Linked DNA regions of Mus musculus: region 1 is linked to region 2. The links are chromatin contacts, called in public promoter capture Hi-C maps. All regions are on one chromosome and are shown on one strand. The core of a region is the stretch at or near the end of the contact, and the rest is flanking DNA. Distances in the headings are between cores, read along the strand shown.

What was found. Capture Hi-C pulls out chosen DNA fragments and counts their contacts.
Region 1: a contact with region 2 is called in a promoter capture Hi-C map of pancreatic islet. The contact joins the promoter of Tagln here to the promoter of Zpr1 in region 2. A contact is called at or near these places in 9 of 39 promoter capture datasets (the HPC-7 cell line, HPC-7-derived erythroid cells, embryonic stem cells and 5 more), 3 of 484 Hi-C or Micro-C datasets (CD4 T cells, CD8 T cells and bone marrow-derived macrophages), 20 of 115 datasets of contacts at active chromatin or transcription factors (CD4 single positive thymocytes, acute myeloid leukemia, bone marrow-derived macrophages and 10 more) and 4 of 9 other capture datasets (adipose tissue, embryonic stem cells, liver and 1 more).

What each region holds. Positions count from the first base shown.
Region 1 is chr9:45,932,122-45,937,854 of GRCm38.p6, reverse strand. Tagln (transgelin) reads left to right here and starts at 1,797. Exons shown (of 5, transcript NM_011526.5): 1 at 1,797-2,021.
Region 2 is chr9:46,269,548-46,275,358 of GRCm38.p6, reverse strand. It overlaps Zpr1 (ZPR1 zinc finger), which reads right to left and starts at 2,295. Exons shown (of 14, transcript NM_011752.2): 1 at 1,992-2,295; 2 at 1,720-1,881; 3 at 1,213-1,303; 4 at 632-702. The coding sequence starts at 2,162. Apoa5 (apolipoprotein A-V) reads right to left here. Exons shown (of 4, transcript NM_080434.4): 4 at 3,438-5,591. The coding sequence ends at 4,625.

The DNA of each region.
Region 1 (5,733 bases), core at 548-3,047, 340 kb after region 2:
TGTTGGGAGGTGCAGGAGCCTCCGTGTCCCATTTATTTTGGCCTTCCCGTCTCGTTTCTGTGCGTGGCTACATTGGGAATGACCTTCCTTGATCCCACCAAGCCACCCATTGATTCTGTAAACATGTGACCCTTGCTCCAAGCATTGCTTACAGGAGCAGGATACTGAAAGTGTGTCTGTGCCCTCTCCTGATAACCCCTCCCTTCAGCAGGCACACAGCACCTGACTACCCACCACGTATGTAAACGTCAGTATCCTTTCCAGCCAGCTCTGCAGATGGGTGTCCAGGCTGTGCCATGATGCACCTCAAGTGGGCAGAGCCCTTGCAGGCCAAGGTTTTAAAGGCTGTTCAGGAATGGATGGCAAGCAGGATCTAAGAGGAGGGGGGGTTGTTGTTGTTTGGGGGGGGGGTGGTTTTGGTTTGTTTTTTTTGAGACAGGGTTTCTCTGTGTGGCCCTGGCCCTCCTGGAACCCACTCTGTAGACCAGGCTGGCCTTGAACTCAGAAATCTGCCTGCCTCTGCCTCCCGAGTGCTGGGATTAAAGGCGTGTGCCCATCGAGGAGGGAGATTTTATTTAGATTATAAAAAGGACGGGATTTGGGGAATCCTGTCTAGTGAATTCAGGACGTAATCAGTGGCTGGAAAGCAAGAGCTCTAGAGGAGCTCCAGCTTATTATGACCCTTCCTTCAGATGCCACAAGGAGGTGCTGGAGTTCTATGCACCAATAGCTTAAACCAGCCAGGCTGGCTGTAGTGGATTGAGCGTCTGAGGCTGCACCTCTCTGGCCTGCAGCCAGTTCTGGGTGAGACTGACCCTGCCTGAGGGTTCTCTCCTTCCCTCTCTCTACTCCTTTCTCCCTCTCCCTCTCCCTCTCTCTGTTTCCTGAGGTTTCCAGAATTGGGGATGGGACTCAGAGACACCACTAAAGCCTTACCTTTTAAGAAGTTGCATTCAGTGAGTGTGTGAGACATAGCACAGATAGGGGCAGAGGAGAGCTGGTTCTGTCTCCACTGTGTTTGGTCTTGGGTACTGAACTCAGACCATCAGGTGTGATAGCAGTTGTCTTTAACCCTAACCCTGAGCCTGTCTCACCTGTCCCTTCCCAAGACCACTGAAGCTAGGTGCAAGATAAGTGGGGACCCTTTCTGAGGTGGTAGGATCTTTCACGATAAGGACTATTTTGAAGGGAGGGAGGGTGACACTGTCCTAGTCCTCTTACCCTAGTGTCTCCAGCCTTGCCAGGCCTTAAACATCCGCCCATTGTCACCGCTCTAGAAGGGGCCAGGGTTGACTTGCTGCTAAACAAGGCACTCCCTAGAGAAGCACCCGCTAGAAGCATACCATACCTGTGGGCAGGATGACCCATGTTCTGCCATGCACTTGGTAGCCTTGGAAAGGCCACTTTGAACCTCAATTTTCTCAACTGTTAAATGGAGTGGTAACTGCTATCTCATAATAAAGGGGAACGTGAAAGGAAGGCGTTTGCATAGTGCCTGGTTGTGCAGCCAGGCTGCAGTCAAGACTAGTTCCCACCAACTCGATTTTAAAGCCTTGCAAGAAGGTGGCTTGTTTGTCCCTTGCAGGTTCCTTTGTCGGGCCAAACTCTAGAATGCCTCCCCCTTTCTTTCTCATTGAAGAGCAGACCCAAGTCCGGGTAACAAGGAAGGGTTTCAGGGTCCTGCCCATAAAAGGTTTTTCCCGGCCGCCCTCAGCACCGCCCCGCCCCGACCCCCGCAGCATCTCCAAAGCATGCAGAGAATGTCTCCGGCTGCCCCCGACAGACTGCTCCAACTTGGTGTCTTTCCCCAAATATGGAGCCTGTGTGGAGTGAGTGGGGCGGCCCGGGGTGGTGAGCCAAGCAGACTTCCATGGGCAGGGAGGGGCGCCAGCGGGCGGCAGAGGGGTGACATCACTGCCTAGGCGGCCTTTAAACCCCTCACCCAGCCGGCGCCCCGGCCCGTCTGCCCCAGCCCAGACACCGAAGCTACTCTCCTTCCAGTCCACAAACGACCAAGCCTTGTAAGTGCAAGTCATGGGAGCAGAAGGGCTGTGGGCTCAATTAGATCCCCTAGTCTCTTCTAGTTTGCTGGGTGGAATTGGGTCCCTAGAGACCATTCTCTGTGTTAGACAAAAAGTCTGGGTTAAAATGCCTAGGATGATTTGACTGGGGCAAAAGAATAAATGGGGTGAGAGGGAGGCTCAAATTTCAGTCACTGTCCCACCCATAGGTGTATGGGCTATGTGTTAGGCCCAAAGAGGTGACAAATGAGGCCAAGGGAACAACTCCATCTTTGGATCTCCAAGAAGGTGAGGGGCTAAGTTCTGGAAAGCAGTGACCCACTGATGGTCCCCAGGGCTAATGCAACTCGGGGGAGCCAGGAGGTAGCCCCCTCAGGCAGTGGAGGACTAAAGATCTTATTTTTTGTAGCGCTAGGGATCAAACCCCAGGGCGCTATGTGTGGCAGGCATGTGCTCCATCTACCACAGAAGTTTAATGCTTCAGACTAGCCTGGGATAGGGCCTGCTTTTTCTTTCCTTTTCTCTCTCTCTCTCTCTCTCTCTCTCTCTCTCTCTCTCTCTCTCTCTCTCTTTCTTTCCTTTTCTCTCTTTCACTCTCTCTTTCTAATTTTCTTTTTCTTTTTTTCTTTCTTTTCTTTAGACAGGGTTTCTCTGTGTAGCCCTGGCTGTTCTGGAACTCACTCTTTAGACCAGGCTGGCCTCGAACTCAGAAATCTACCTGCCTCTGCCTCCCAAGTGCTGGGATTAAAGGCGTGTGCCACCACTGCCCAGCTAAGGTTTGCTTTTTCATGGCAGCTTGGTCCAGTTTGAAAGTAGGAGGTCAGTCCACTGTAGGCAGATAGGTGACAGGTGGCAGATAGGTGACAGATAGGTGACAGGTGGAGGAGCTTTGGAACTGGGACTGGACAGCCCTGGGACCCCTGTTCCTCCCAAAGGGTCTTGGTGGTTCCCCTTGGGGCTCTCTAAAGGATGTCAGTGGGCTGTTGCCACATCTATATAAGAGGACTAGTCTTCTGGAATTTAGGTGTGATCTCTCAGGGATGCAGAAATGCTCACCCTTACTGTCATTTTATGGGCTGAGGTACCACAGGCAGATATACCCTGGTTCTGCTTGTTGTCCAGGGTCTCTGCTACATGGAGGCCCCTTTCCACAGCCTAACCTCTCTACCTGCTGACAGGAGGGCTGGATGGCCACAGGCATCCAAGCTGCGCATCATGCAGGTGTTTTGCGTTGGAGCTTTTGTCTAGAAATACCCTGGTGGGCTGCCAAACCACCACCCATATCCCTCTCTCCTCTCTGCTGCCTCTAAGATGACAGCTTGATTTTTCTTATAGTGATTTTTTTTTTTGGTTTTGTTTTTTTGTTTGTTTTAAGTTAGCATACAAAGTAATACATTTCATCATGGCATTTGGACATACATATATATTTTATTTGCTCTCCTGGCCTCTTCTCAAAGAGACTTCTCTGGACTTTCTTGTATTTTTGGTTGTGAGCCTAGCCTTTAACGGCTGAGCCATCTCTCCAGCCCTTCTTTGGACTTTCTACTTCATACTTCCCACCAGTCTGGGAAGAAGGGCACATGGAATCTTGAGAGCATGACCTGACCCAGACCTGACAGATGTCAAGGCTGCAGTGTATGCTCTTGTTGCTACGGCTTGTTCTTAGTCCTGCAGTTCAGAACTTTCTGGAGACTGAGAAGTGCATGTGAGGACACTCTCCTCCCATCTTTTCCTCTAGTGGCTAGTGATGTTTGGTTTTTTGTTTTGAGACAGGGTTTCTCTGTATAGCCCTAGCTATCCTGGAACTCACTTTGTAGATCAGGCTGGCCTCCAACTCAGAAATCTGCCTGCCTCTGCCTCCCGAGTGCTGGGACTAAAGGCGTGCGCCACCACTGTCCAGTCAGGAGTAGAAGGAAACTGTAAGGTGCTTGAGACAGGCTGAGTAGAGGCTAGGAGGAAGGGGCTCCGCAGTCACCGGCTCCATGACTCTGTGACTTTTGTGGTTCCTTGTCGCAGCGGTTCCTGGTGGTGGTGGTGGTCGGGGGTTGGGGGGAGGGGGCAGGCCACACAGTGGGGTGTGGGAGGGAATAGCTGTTGACAACTTCCCAACAGAAACCAGGCTTTTGAGTCCTCCAGGGTAGCTTGAGAGGGTACTCAGAAAGCCGTGTCCATGTCCCCTTTCCTTCACCTCAGGGAAGTAAGTTGCCTATAGGGTTGTCATTTCAATGAGGTCTTCTGGTTATTCTGTTTTTCTCTCAATGTTGGTGTTGGGCTCAGGGAATGCTTTGGAGAAGGTGGTGGGAACTGGAGAAGGGAAGATCAGTTTACTGTGTAAACTCACTGGTTAAAGTACCCCCTCCCTTCCACCCTGCAATACACACACACACACACACACACACACACACACACACACACACCCCATCTCGAAGAGCTCTATTAAGCTCCAGGTGCACTGTAGTTCACAGACTGCATCTTCCAGGTTTGCTCCCACTTCACAAGCAGAGAACTCATAACTGAAGGGGGTGACAGCACAGGGGAAGGGAAAGCAAGATGTTTAGAGTCTGACAGCTGGCCCGGGACCAGAGCCATGTGGTAATGTTTGCTCCACTCCCTACCACCTCCACGGCTGTGATGTGGAGAAGGTCCCCGCTTTCATGGGAAGGAGGTGGGGGAGCCTGTCATCTGCTCCATGCTCACACAATTTTTCTCTCAACCAATGACCTCTCAGAAGCAGGGGTTGGTTTGCAAAATTCTTCAGATACCTCAACAGATGGCATCCCACTCAGGCTATCCCTGCTGACTAGGTCTGGCTCCAGCCCTGACTGTATCTACCCAGGGACCTACCTGCCTGCTTTGCTCCTATAGCCTTCCTCCGTGTCTGGGTCCCCAGAGAGCTGCCGGACATAGGCCTTTGAGGCAACAGCTGGCATACAGGCCAGGCTTCCCATGCTCTGGCTAGCAGATTCTCTGCCCTGGAGGACTTTGACTGCATGGTTTCTCTCACTGCTGCAACAGTCAGAGCTGGCCCACACGGGCACAACAGCGCACTTCCATCTGGGTCTCCCTGAGAATGCCGCTGTTTTCTGAGAACCCTTGGACTCTGGTGGCTTTATCAGGTCTTTTTGTCAGCTGCGCTTTGGGGGATGAACTTTGCTCTTCTGGCTTCTGGGTCAGAGGGTAAAGATTTGGTGGCAACCGGTAGCTAGAGAAAGATAGCTACTGGCTGAATTTGGAGGACATGGCTTCTGGAAAACCTCTCTAGTGCTTTTCTGGCTAGTCTTGGCAAAGTAAAAATGCTCTGATAGCCAGCCCGGGTGATGCAGGGCTTCCTGTTCGAGGCCTTTCTGTACAAAATTAGTGAGACATTGCCTCAAAACTATGAAACAAGCCAGACTCTGTTGAAGCACGCCTTTAATCCCAGCACTCAGGAGGCTGAAGCAGGCAAGATCTCTGTTAGTTGGAGGCCAGTCTACAGGAAAGTTCTACAACAGCAGAGGCCAGACAGTGCAACCCTTTCTGGGGGTGTGGGGGAGGAAAACCCAACAAAAACACAAACTATAAAACAAAGAGAAGGCCGAGGACAAAGCTTAGCAATGCATACTTCCCTTTCTATGTGAAGCCCTGGGCTCCACCAGTACTGCAGAAAGAAGCAAGCAATGAGGGACAGGAGGTTGGCTCTAGGCCAGGGGTTGTCAAAATAGTCCACAGGCCA
Region 2 (5,811 bases), core at 1,046-3,545:
AGGAACAGGATGAAAACTGCAGACTTGGCAGTACACCCCACACCCCAACCCTCCAACAGCCATATCCCTCCAGTCAGATCCTTAACATCCACTTAGACTGGGAGCACAGGGACCTGAATTTTATAGTGAGACACAAGAAGCTCATCTGAAGTTTATAAACGATGCTGGGGGTTAGGAGGCGGGCTTATTTTCTTATTTATTATTCCACTGCACTGTAACTTCGTCTCAGTGGGGAACTGTTGTAACAGTGGGGAACTGTTGCTTCTGGCTCACAAAGGTATCTGCCATCACATTTACATCTTACATCACACGGGCACATAACACATAATTAAAAAGAAATTCCTTTAAAAATCCAAAATTCTGTTATGCCTCTCTAGCCAGTTAGAGACAGACAGCAGCAATGTGCAATGACATTATTTCTATAATAACAAGTACAGATATAAAAGAATCCTCAGGAAGCTGTAGAGAAGCCGAAGACTCTTCAAGATAATGTGACATTATCTGAAGTGCAGGAGGGCACACCGAGACGTGGGCTGGGGACAGCACAACATGGAGAACTAGCTCCTTTATGTGCTCAATCAAAAAGTTCCCCAACATTTGGTCTGATACAGTTTGACTCATCCCTACTCACCCGTCGTGTGGGCTGATCCTGTTCCAGGCCAGAGATCGCACGGCTGATGAGTCCTTCAACAGTGGTCAGAGCTTGTGGTAAATGAAACATGAGACAAGTGAGTGCTGACGTGCTATCACTTGTCTGTGTGACCCTCAACACTTTCCCTGAACTCTGCAGGCCTCCTTCTCCTCATCTATAAAGCTCTAAACTAAGCACACCGTGGTCTGTCTCACTACTGGACTCTTAAGAGATTTAATTAGACGGGCAGTGGTGGTGCAGGCCTTTGATCCCAGCACTTGGGAGGCAGAGGCAGGCAGATTTCCGAGTTTGAGGCCAGCCTAGTCTACAGAGTGAGTTCCAGGACAGCCAGGGCTACATAGGGAAACCCTAAAAACCAACAAAACAAAACAAAACAAAACAAAAGAGAGAGAGAGATTAACTATAACTTTTTACTCACATTAAAACATGAAAATCCACTATAATTAAATGACCAAACACAAGCCACTAGGCGTGACCTGGACCAGGCTTTGAAAGAAAATAGGAAACATCTCAGCTTGTGAACAGCTCACACACCTCACACACCTGATCTTAAAACTCACCTCCCTTCTGGCTGAAGGCTGGAATCTCAAAATCCAGCTCGGGGATCCTTGTGGTGGCAGAGTCTGTCTTTACCACTTCTCTGTTCATGTCCTGGACAGAAAGCAAACCGTTCTAGCTAAAGAGGTCAGCAATAAAGCTTGGGAAATAACCAGACCATCTCTCCATCAGATGCCAACCCAGATCTTTCTTCTTCCCGCCTTCCATTCAGAAGAGTCCAAACTACTTCAGGATAGTACACATGGTGTCAGCCTGACTACCCAGAAGGTAAGAACACCACCCACAAAGCCCAGCTCTTCCACATAAATCCCATCACTCCCACAAAATTCGCAAAGCACGTTCACCACTCAAAGCAGCAGAACCGAGGCCAGCACCACCGACACCACTGTCAAAGGACGACACTAAGGGCTTGGGACAGGTCTGGTGAAGGGCTGATGGTCCGATTGGGGGCTCTGACCCCCAGTGCGCTCTCTGAAACCGTGGGGGTACCTTCTCTGGTCTGCGCTCACCTCTTGGCTTCTCACGGTCAAGGTGTAGCGCACTCCCTGGTCCTGGATCCTGCCTGCAGACTGGATCTCCGTGTTGTTCCAGCCACAGTGTTCGCAGGAAAAGGAGCTCACGATGATTTCTCTAAAGAAGGGGATCTTGGTGAGCAGAAGTCGCGTCGTGCCCTAGGGAAGCAGAAGCGGCGTTGGGGAGAATGACTTCAGCTTGTTTACACCCTGTACGCCAGAGCTGCCTCTGGGTGCACGGCTGGGTGGTTCCCCGGGCTCAGACTCACGTTCCGGTAACAGTTCATGCACAGTGACTCGATCTCGGTGGGCTGTTGCTCCTCATCCTCGGCGCTGAGGGGCCGGAACAAAGGCCCGGTGGCTGGTGACGCAGCCGCAGCGGGCGAGGGCCCGACGGCGGCCCCCGGGTGTCCCGGCTGCACAGCCCCGCTGGCAGACATCTCCCCACGCGTTGCTCCCGCGGCGGCTTCCGGCTTCCGCGGCCCCTGCGACCTCACTTCCTCCAGCCCCTGTTCCCGCCCCTTCTTAAAGAGGCCGCAGACCCTGCGTTTCCTAGGTCAGTCTCTGACAAAGACTTCCGGTTCCTAGACTGCACTTCCGTAACTAGAGAAGACCCACACTGGGCTGGAGAGATGGCTCATCGGGTAAGAGCACTGACTGCTCTTCCAAAGATCCTGAGTTCAAATCCCAACAATCACATGTTGGCTCACAACCATTCATAATGGGGTCTGACGCCCTCTTCTGGTGTGTCTGAAGACAGCTACTCGTGAGTAGCTCGCTAGTTGTGGCTTCTCTATACGGGTAGCCTGTTTGTCCCCAGGACTCCAGGTCTATGTAAAATGCCCCGGTTGCTTTGGAATCGCCTAGGCTGTGCCCCCACGGGCTGGTGAGATGGCTCAGTGGGTAAGAGCACCCGACTGGTCTTCCAAAGGTCCAAAGTTCCGAGTTCAAATCCCAACAACCACATGGTGGCTCACAACCATCGGTAAGGAGATCTGACTCCCTCTTCTGGAGTGTCTGAAGACAGCTACAGTATAGTTACATATAATAAATAAAATAAATAATTAAAAAAAAAAAACTGTGGCCAGACCTTGCCTGGGTCCCCTCTCCTGTTATCTAGCTTCTCCCCTCCCTGACTCTCTTTCCCCCAGCTCCTCACTTCTGTCCTTTTAAACACCGCCCCTAACTCTAAATACACTGCTCTTCTTTTTACTCATTTTTCTCATTCCCCCCACCGCATTCGCTGTCTTAATCTCTCCTTGTTTCCTAACAAAACACCCTACTTTATCGGGTTTTTTCAAATTTCCTTTCTAGCGCTTCCTCTCTAAGTCTTGGACCACAACCCAGTCACATGGCTGACACTGACTCTATCTACAGGATTGAGGGTAACAAGGGTGTGGTTGCGTGGAGTGCAGCTTCACAGAGGATCTGTAGTGGGGAGGTATCGAGCATCCTGTGCAGAGAAGGCTGAGCTGGGAAGAAAGGGTGCTGAGCTGGGCTTTCCTTCCCCGCCCCTGTCTTGTTTCACTGGTCCCTGGCGATCTTTGATATCTGAGTGAGTGTGTATACGAAAGAGAGTTAAGAGTTCTTAGGTCTCCGAGCATGTTGTTAACCCTAGTACTTAGGAGACAGAGGCAAGTTGATCTCTATTAATGTGAGGCTAACCTGATCTACATAATGTATTCCAGGCCAGCAAATACTCTGTAGTGAGATCTGTCTCAAAGAGAGAGTTTTTATCAATCCCAAGAAGAGAGTCAAGCAGGCATGAGGAATCTGGAACATGGGACCAAGGGTAAGGGGATCCTTCAGGGATTTCAGGGAGAGCATGTTTCCCCATTACACACTCCATCACATGTTCTCTGCATCATGCTCTCCTCCTGCTCCCTTCCAACAAAAGCTCTCATGACAGCCCTGGGGAGACAGGAGTTCCTCTCCGTGGACCAACTGTAACAGCCAGCACCAGGCTGCGAGAATTAATCCACGCTGTCCTGTGATCCGTAGACTGTGGAACAAGACAGCCTCCTCCCCACCCAACCCCATCAAATGTGACAGCCATTGTCTAGCCAGGAGTCCTACGGCAGAACTCGCCCAGAGTGGACCAAGAATGGAAAAGAGACAGAAAGAGCAAGTGAGGGGTACAAGTGGATGGTGGGTGTGTTCTGAGACAGAGGGGAAACAATTGCTCTCAGACATGGTCCAATGAGAGTCACGCCAGACCAACAACGTTCCATCACGAGCATCTATTTCATTCCAACCAAAAGTCAGTTCCACCCTGAGAGTCAGGAGGTAGGGACTGTATGATGAGGAAGGCACACAGTTTGTTCTGTACAGGATTTTTTTAGAAGCCCTCCTTCATCGTGTGGATGGCTCAGTTCCTTATCTGGATTCAGAGTTCTCTAAGGAAATAGGGGCTCTGCCCGGTCCCATCACTGGACCCACCAGCAGGACCACTGGCAGGGACGTACACACTCCATCACATGTTCTCTGCATCATGCTCTCCTCCTGCTCCCTTCCAACAAAAGCTCTCATGACAACCCTGGGGAGACAGGAGTTCCTCTCCATGGACCAACTGTAACAGCCAGCACCAGGCTGCGAGAATTAACAGGAGCCCAACTCCAGGTTGTAGTGGCATGGGTTTCCAGCACGGTCAAGCACTGGCTTGCGGTCAGTCACCCCACACACCATCTCCCACTCCTGTCACCTCACTCTTGCTACTTAGGATTGCCAAATGAGTACCAGAAGCTGGGTTTGCAAAGCCTACTGAGTGTAATGCCCCTGAGTAGGGGAGTTGAGGAGGCTGGGTAGGTTGGGACAGCAGCACCTTTGGTGGTGTGCAGGACCCTCCACCCTCTGCCTAATAGACCATGCTAGCGGCTCAGGGTCCAGACAATGAGCTGGAGGGTTAACCGGAGTGACCCTCAGGGTCACTCAAATGACTATGACCCTGGTCTTGAAGGCCATAGGCAATATCTTCCCACAGGTCGTCCAGTCGGCTCTGCAGTCTGCTCAGGGCCTTATTACTGTCTGAGTGTCCCAGCTCAGGAGCGAAGGCGCTGTGGCTAGGCGGGGGTGGGGCTAGCTGGTGCTGAATTTCCTCTGTCTCCTGGTCAATGGCCTGAGTAAATGCAGCAATCTGCAGGTAGGTGTCATGCCGAAAAGCCTGCAGTCTCTGGCGGACCTCCTCGGAGAGAGCCTGAGGGTCCAGGGAATCTCCATCTTCCGCCCCATCTGTGCTGACGCGGATGAAGGCACTGAGCTCATCGCGCAGCTGGTCCAGGTTGCGTTGGATGCTGGTGTGCAGGTCCTTCGCCTTACGTGTGAGTTTGTGGGACAGAGTCTGCACGCAGCGACTGAGTCGCGCGGGGCTGGCAGCTGCGTGAGGAGCGACACTGCGGTGCAGCTCCTGCACGTGGTGCCCAATTCCAGTCACCAAGCGTTCTGCGTAAGGGTGGAAGAGCTCTTTGACTCGGTCGGTATGGTGCAGCACTCGACTCTGCATGTCCTGCAGCAGGTTCAGCGCCTCGTCCACGCCCCCCAGGAGCTGAGCCTTGGTGTCTTCTCCCACCACGCGCAGCTGCTCCTGCAGCTCCTGCACACTCAGGCCCACCTGCTCCATCAGCTCCGCCGTGTAGGGTTTCAACTGCTGCCTCAGGCCCTCCAAGTTCCAGCCTACCTGCTGGTGCTTCGCAGCCATGTAGGGCTCCAGGCGCGAGCTCACTTCCCCCAGCTCCTGCTGCAGCTGTTTCCGAATGCCTTCTGGGTCCTGGGCCAGCAGAGGAGGCTCCTTCCCAGGCCCTCTCAAGGGTCCCAGCTTTTCTAGGTAATTGTTCATATTGTAGAGGTCTTGCTCGAAGCTGCCTTTCAGGTTCCTGGAGAAGGAGAAAGACAGAGAATCAGGCCATTAGACTGCTAGCATTGAAATCTCCCTTTCCCCAAAGCTGTGGGACACTAATATTTTGCAGAAGCCAGGACAGGAGGAGTGGCCCCAGAGCCTGGTCTTTAGTCCTGACCCCAGCCAACTTCATTGTTACATTCAGAACACAAAATGGCATTCGGTCTTACAATACCATCCAAGAAGGTGTCACACAC